Linked DNA regions of Mus musculus: region 2 is linked to region 1. A link is a contact called in public HiChIP or PLAC-seq data. All regions are on one chromosome and are shown on one strand. The core of a region is the stretch at or near the end of the contact, and the rest is flanking DNA. Distances in the headings are between cores, read along the strand shown.

Region 1 (2,515 bases), core at 8-2,507:
GAAATCTTCATCATGTTAGGGAATCTTCTTGTTTGGCCTTGCATCATGTGTGTCAAGTGTCTGCCTGTCTCATGTATCCCAGACTGGCCTGAAACTATCTAAGCCAGACTTAAAAACCCCTGATCCTCCTGCCTCCATCTCCCAGGCTCAGGGATTTTAAGTGTCCACCAGCAAGCCTGGTTTATCTTCAAGGTTTTTGCTTTATTTTGTTTTTTTTTTTTAACTTTAAAATTTTATTTATTTATTTAAAATACACTGCCACTGTCTTCAGACACACCAGAAGAGGGCATCAGAGCCCATTACAGAATGGTTGTAACCACCGCCACTGTGGCTCTGAGATGCTGTGCCACTGTGCTGTGCTGTGCTGAGCTGAGCTAGGAGCAAGGTGCAGGAGAGCTTTGAGAGCGCATTCTCTTCCTAGGAAGTGTTACAGCTCTTACGTGACAGATGCTTTCAGGCGATGAAGTCATTCTCACACACACCTTTGTTCCTTCCGGATAGGATCTTACATAGAGTTTTGGGGTGGAGGGGTCTGACAGCAGGCGCTTCCTATTTGCTGGGTCTGAAATGTTAGGGATGCCTCATCTACATGTGGAAGATCTTGGGGGCGCTCCCCCTACATGACTGATGGCCACAACTCTCTCTATGGGAGGCTGTGACTACATGACAGGGGCCTGGTGTCGGGAGCAGGTAAAGCTCCTTTTGGGTCCCTGGGGCTTCCTCTCACGGGCCACCACCCACCACCGGCCCACAGATCAACAGTGAGTAGGTGTCCGGTCCTGGTTTTGCCCAGAGCAATACAAAAAGATGATTACATAGCAGGCTGCCCAGGCCCCAGGTAATCAGGACTGAGGTGAGGGCCAGCTAATCCAAGAGGAATTTCATGGCCACCTGACTGGCAGATGATCCGAGGGGCGTGTCGATTCTCGACTTGTCCTCAAATAGAAGCTGGGGTGGAGAGAAACTCTAAGAGTGTTCTCTAAATAACTTCATGCCCTGCCATCTGCTGCCAGACAGTCGGGAAGGAAAGCAGCCCCAGCAGGCTTCCTTCAGAAGCCATTGAGCTGAGGGAGTGTCAGGGCTTTTATCTGCAGGAGAGTGCCCGTTACACTGGCTTACTGAGGGTCCCTGTGCCCCTCTCCACACTGAAGACCCTAGACAGGAGGGAAGTCAAAGTGCTTTTCTCTAGCCTGCAGCCAACCGGGTCTGGCTTCCTAATCAGAAAGTGAAACCAGAAACCAGCTCAAACTTAAGGCCTGGTTGGGTGCAAAGAAACCCAAGACCTAGATGAGACCAAAAAGGTGATGTCAGTACTTGGCCATATTAGCATCCTCTTAGCTTTCTGTGATGTGCCAGAGGAAATGGAGCTACAATCCCACTGAATTTCATATTAAATGTTTCTCTCTCTCTCTCTCCTTCCTTTTTTTTTTTTTTTTTTTTTTTTTTTTTTGGTTTTTCGAGACAGGGTTCCTCTGTATAGCCCTGGCTGTCCTGGAACTCACTTTGTAGACCAGGCTGGCCTCAAACTCAGAAATCCATCTGCCTCTGCCTCCCGAGTGCTGGGATTAAAGGCTGTGCCACCATGCCTGACTCCTTTCTTTCTTTTTTTTTTTTTTTAAGAATTATTTATTTTATATATATGAGTACACTGTTGCTGTATTCAGACACACCAGAAGAGGGCATCAGATTTCATTACAGATGGTTGTGAGCCACCATGTGGTTGCTGGGAACTGAACTCTGGAAGAGCAATCAGTGCTCTTAACCACTGAGCCATCTCTCTAGCCCCTCCCTTCCTTCTTTCCTTCTTTCCTTCTTTCCTTCCTTCCTTCCTTCCTTCCTTCCTTCCTTCCTTCCTTCCTTCCTTCCTTCCTTCCTTCCTTCTTTCCTTCCTTCCTTCCTTCCTTCCTTCCTTCCTTCCTTCCTTCCTTCCTCCCTCCCCCCTCTCTCTTTCTCTCTCTTTCTCCCCCCACCCCCCAAATTTTGGTTTATTGAGACAGGGTTTCTCTGTGTAGCCCTCCCTGGCTGTCCTGAAACCCACTCTGTAGACCAGGCTGGCCTTGAAAGCAGAGATCTACCTGCCTCTGCCTCCTGAGTGCCGGGATAAAAGGCGTGCGCCACCACAGATCAGCTTTATTAAACTTTCTTTAGCTCATGAAAGCAGTCACTAGAGCTCAGTGGGTAAAACACTTGGCATGCGAGCACGGGGAGCTGAGGGGAATCTCCTAAGACCAGACACAGTAACAGCACACTTCTGTAAAGTCAGGATTCCTGCACAGGTGGGAGAATCGCTGAGAGCTGGAGGGCCAGCTAGCCCGGTGTACACAGTGGTGAATAAGAAACCCTGCCTCATAGGGATGAACAGTGAGGCCCAGCATCCCAGCTGTTGACTTCTGTGTGTGTGCTCTGGTGTGTAGTCCTTCCCTCCTCCCTCCCCCCACCACAGGAAAGCAGTAAACAAGCTGAGGCTATGCTCAGTAGTAGAGCACTTACCCAGCATGCAAAAGGTCCTAGGTTC
Region 2 (2,515 bases), core at 12-2,511, 270 kb before region 1:
CCTAATATGAAATGCCTCGACGATGCTTTAAAAGAACCGGACAGCAGGATGGACCAGTGGATAAAGCCTGAGCCTAGTGACCTTAGTTCAAGCCCCAGGAGCCACATTGGGGAAGGAGACGAACAACGCCGAAAAGCTGTCTTGGGCCTCTATTTATATAGACACAACATTAAAACTTAAAAATGTGAAAAAATTAAACAGACAAATCCACAATTATTATATCTGGATTTAGCTACTTCATGGGTTCTTCTTTTTCCACTCTATTCCCCTGGTTTCATCCTTATCACTAGATAGAAGAGAAAGAATACAGGAGAGAGGGAGAGGGGAGGGGAGGGGAGAGGGAGAGAGGGAGGGGGAGGAGGGAGAGGGAGAGAGGGAGGGGGAGGGGGAGGGGGGAGGGGGAGATTGACTCCTGAATCTAGTTCTTCTTGTTTCTTCTTTGACTACTAACAAACTGCAATCTGAATGACCAACAACCTCCAATACTGCCTTGGGGGCCCTAGCATTTATGTAGCCTCTGAAAAGTTCCCAGAATTCCTTATGTCACACAATCGCAGAAACAACCTACAGCTGACTATCTGCTAGCGCATGAGGCAACTCCTAGTCAGCTGCTGTGGACAGTCTAAAGCAGCCCTACATCCCTACACCTGTGATTAGAATGAAAGCAGATTCTTATAGTACTGTGTTTAAAGAGACCAAAACTCCAGAGCTCTCACTACAAATCATACTTGGAAATTTTTAACAATTACCCCTCAAAACTGTTAGACTATGCACATGTCAAATGGTCAAAAAATGATATGCAGACCAGAAGGAGGCAAGTCCACTCTTGACCTAATGGATACTGCACACAGCAACTACAGAATGCATGTGTTTTTCAAGTTCAAACACTTACTGTATGCTGCTATTTAAACCAAATTAAATACATTTTAAAGGAGCAAAATACTACTGAGCAGAGTCTCTGACCATCCTCTAATTACACTATCAACTTCAAATGCTCCCGTGTGGCTATAAGTTAAGAAATGTGCATCTACAAATAACACACAGTGCAGAGAAGTCACTGGAGTAGAAACTACAATATACTCTCACCAATAATGAAAAGGATATGTATTAAACCTTGTCTGATAAAGCTAAAGTTGTTCCTAGAGGCAAATTTGTGGCATCAACATGCTTCTTATTAACAGAAATGCACATGAGCTGTTATTCAGTGAACTACGGTAGAAATAAGCAGAAGCGGTTAAGTGAGGCTCTGTGTACCTTTGATTTCCGCAGTTAGGCTCGGCAGCTTGAGGCTAGCCTGGTGGTGTGGGTTGCTCTGGTGCCGTTTGTATTCTGATGTTAATTCTGCTTCTTCAAGAGGGGCTCCCTGGAGGAGTGGATTACTGAGGTGACCCCACATAAGCATCTCCCCAGTCTAACTGGTCAAATAAAGGCTAGAGCCTGTGACTGGGCAGTAGAAGGGAAAGGTGGGGCTGGAGGTTTTAGAGAAGAGAGGAAGGGAAAAGAAACAGAAGAAAGATGGAGCAGAACCACATGGCCTAGAGAAGCTACAAATAACAAGGGATCTCATAGCTGCAAACAGATTAGTGTAATAGTAGATTTGCCCAACCTAGGCCTACAGGTTATACATATAATAACTGAGTTGTGTGGTTTTTGCATGGGCTTATTGGGGTTGGAAATTTACTACAACAACCTGGGCTACACACTGAATTAAAAGCCAGTCTAGGCTATAAAAGTAAGACTTTGCATGTGGTAGGGGAGAGGATATTAAAACAGAGTAGAAAAAAATAATAAAAGTAGGGCAGACATTAAGGTGTAGAGAACAGTAGAGACAGTCACTACTCAAAAGGTGACAAAGAAAAATTAGAAAACTTAGAAATTACAAAGCCGGGCAGTGGTGGCGCACACCTTTAATCCCAGCACTTGGGAGGCAGAGGCAGGTGGATTTCTGAGTTCGAGGCCAGCCTGGTCTACAAAGTAAGTTCCAGGACAGCCAGGGCTACACAGAGAAACCCTGTCTCAAAAAACCAAAAAAAAAAAAAAGAAAGAAAGAAAGAAAGAAAGAAAGAAAGAAAGAAAGAAAGAAAGAAAGAAATTACAAGATTTTGGGATTTTTGTTTTGGTTGTTGTTTGTTGGTGTTTTTTTTTTTTTTTTTTTTTGGTTGTTTTGTTTTTTTGAAACCATGGTTTCACTATGTAGCCCTGGCTGTCCTGGAACTCATTCTGTAAACCAAGCTGGCCTCTAACTTATAGAGATCTGCCTACCTCTGCCTACCAAGTGCTGGGATTAATGGTATGCACCAACCTGCTTGGCTCTGCTCCCTTCTCAGTATAATTCACAGTCCCTCTGATGCTCCAACACATGCAGAAAGCAGCAGAGCTGTGCTAGCCACATGGCTCCTGACACCCAAGTATTACACAGCAGCATTGAATTTTAGAAGTGTATGTGATATTAGCACAAGCTTTAGAAAAGCTTTGGGGTAGTTAAAACTCCACGAATGTGTTTAAAATCAAAAGA

What was found. HiChIP or PLAC-seq counts read pairs in DNA pulled down with a chosen protein or histone mark.
Region 2: an H3K4me3 HiChIP or PLAC-seq map of bone marrow-derived macrophages shows a contact between it and region 1, with 4 times the contacts expected there. The contact joins two enhancer-like sites. A contact is called at or near these places in 2 of 484 Hi-C or Micro-C datasets (the N1E-115 cell line and bone marrow-derived macrophages) and 3 of 115 datasets of contacts at active chromatin or transcription factors (bone marrow-derived macrophages, pancreatic cancer cells and regulatory T cells).

Annotation. Positions count from the first base shown.
Region 1 is chr11:51,799,668-51,802,182 of GRCm38.p6, reverse strand. No RefSeq gene overlaps it. Among named protein-coding and RNA genes, the nearest start is that of Sar1b, 37 kb to the right of the region's middle. Within about 2 kb of position 1,257, at least 76 of the 459 cell types and tissues checked have an H3K27ac peak or open chromatin away from gene starts, as enhancers often do. A contact at or near this core is called in bone marrow-derived macrophages and regulatory T cells, where this site is marked.
Region 2 is chr11:52,064,762-52,067,276 of GRCm38.p6, reverse strand. All of the region lies in intron 13 of Cdkl3 (cyclin-dependent kinase-like 3), which reads right to left. Among named protein-coding and RNA genes, the nearest start is that of Ppp2ca, 33 kb to the left of the region's middle. Within about 2 kb of position 1,261, at least 83 of the 459 cell types and tissues checked have an H3K27ac peak or open chromatin away from gene starts, as enhancers often do. A contact at or near this core is called in bone marrow-derived macrophages and regulatory T cells, where this site is marked.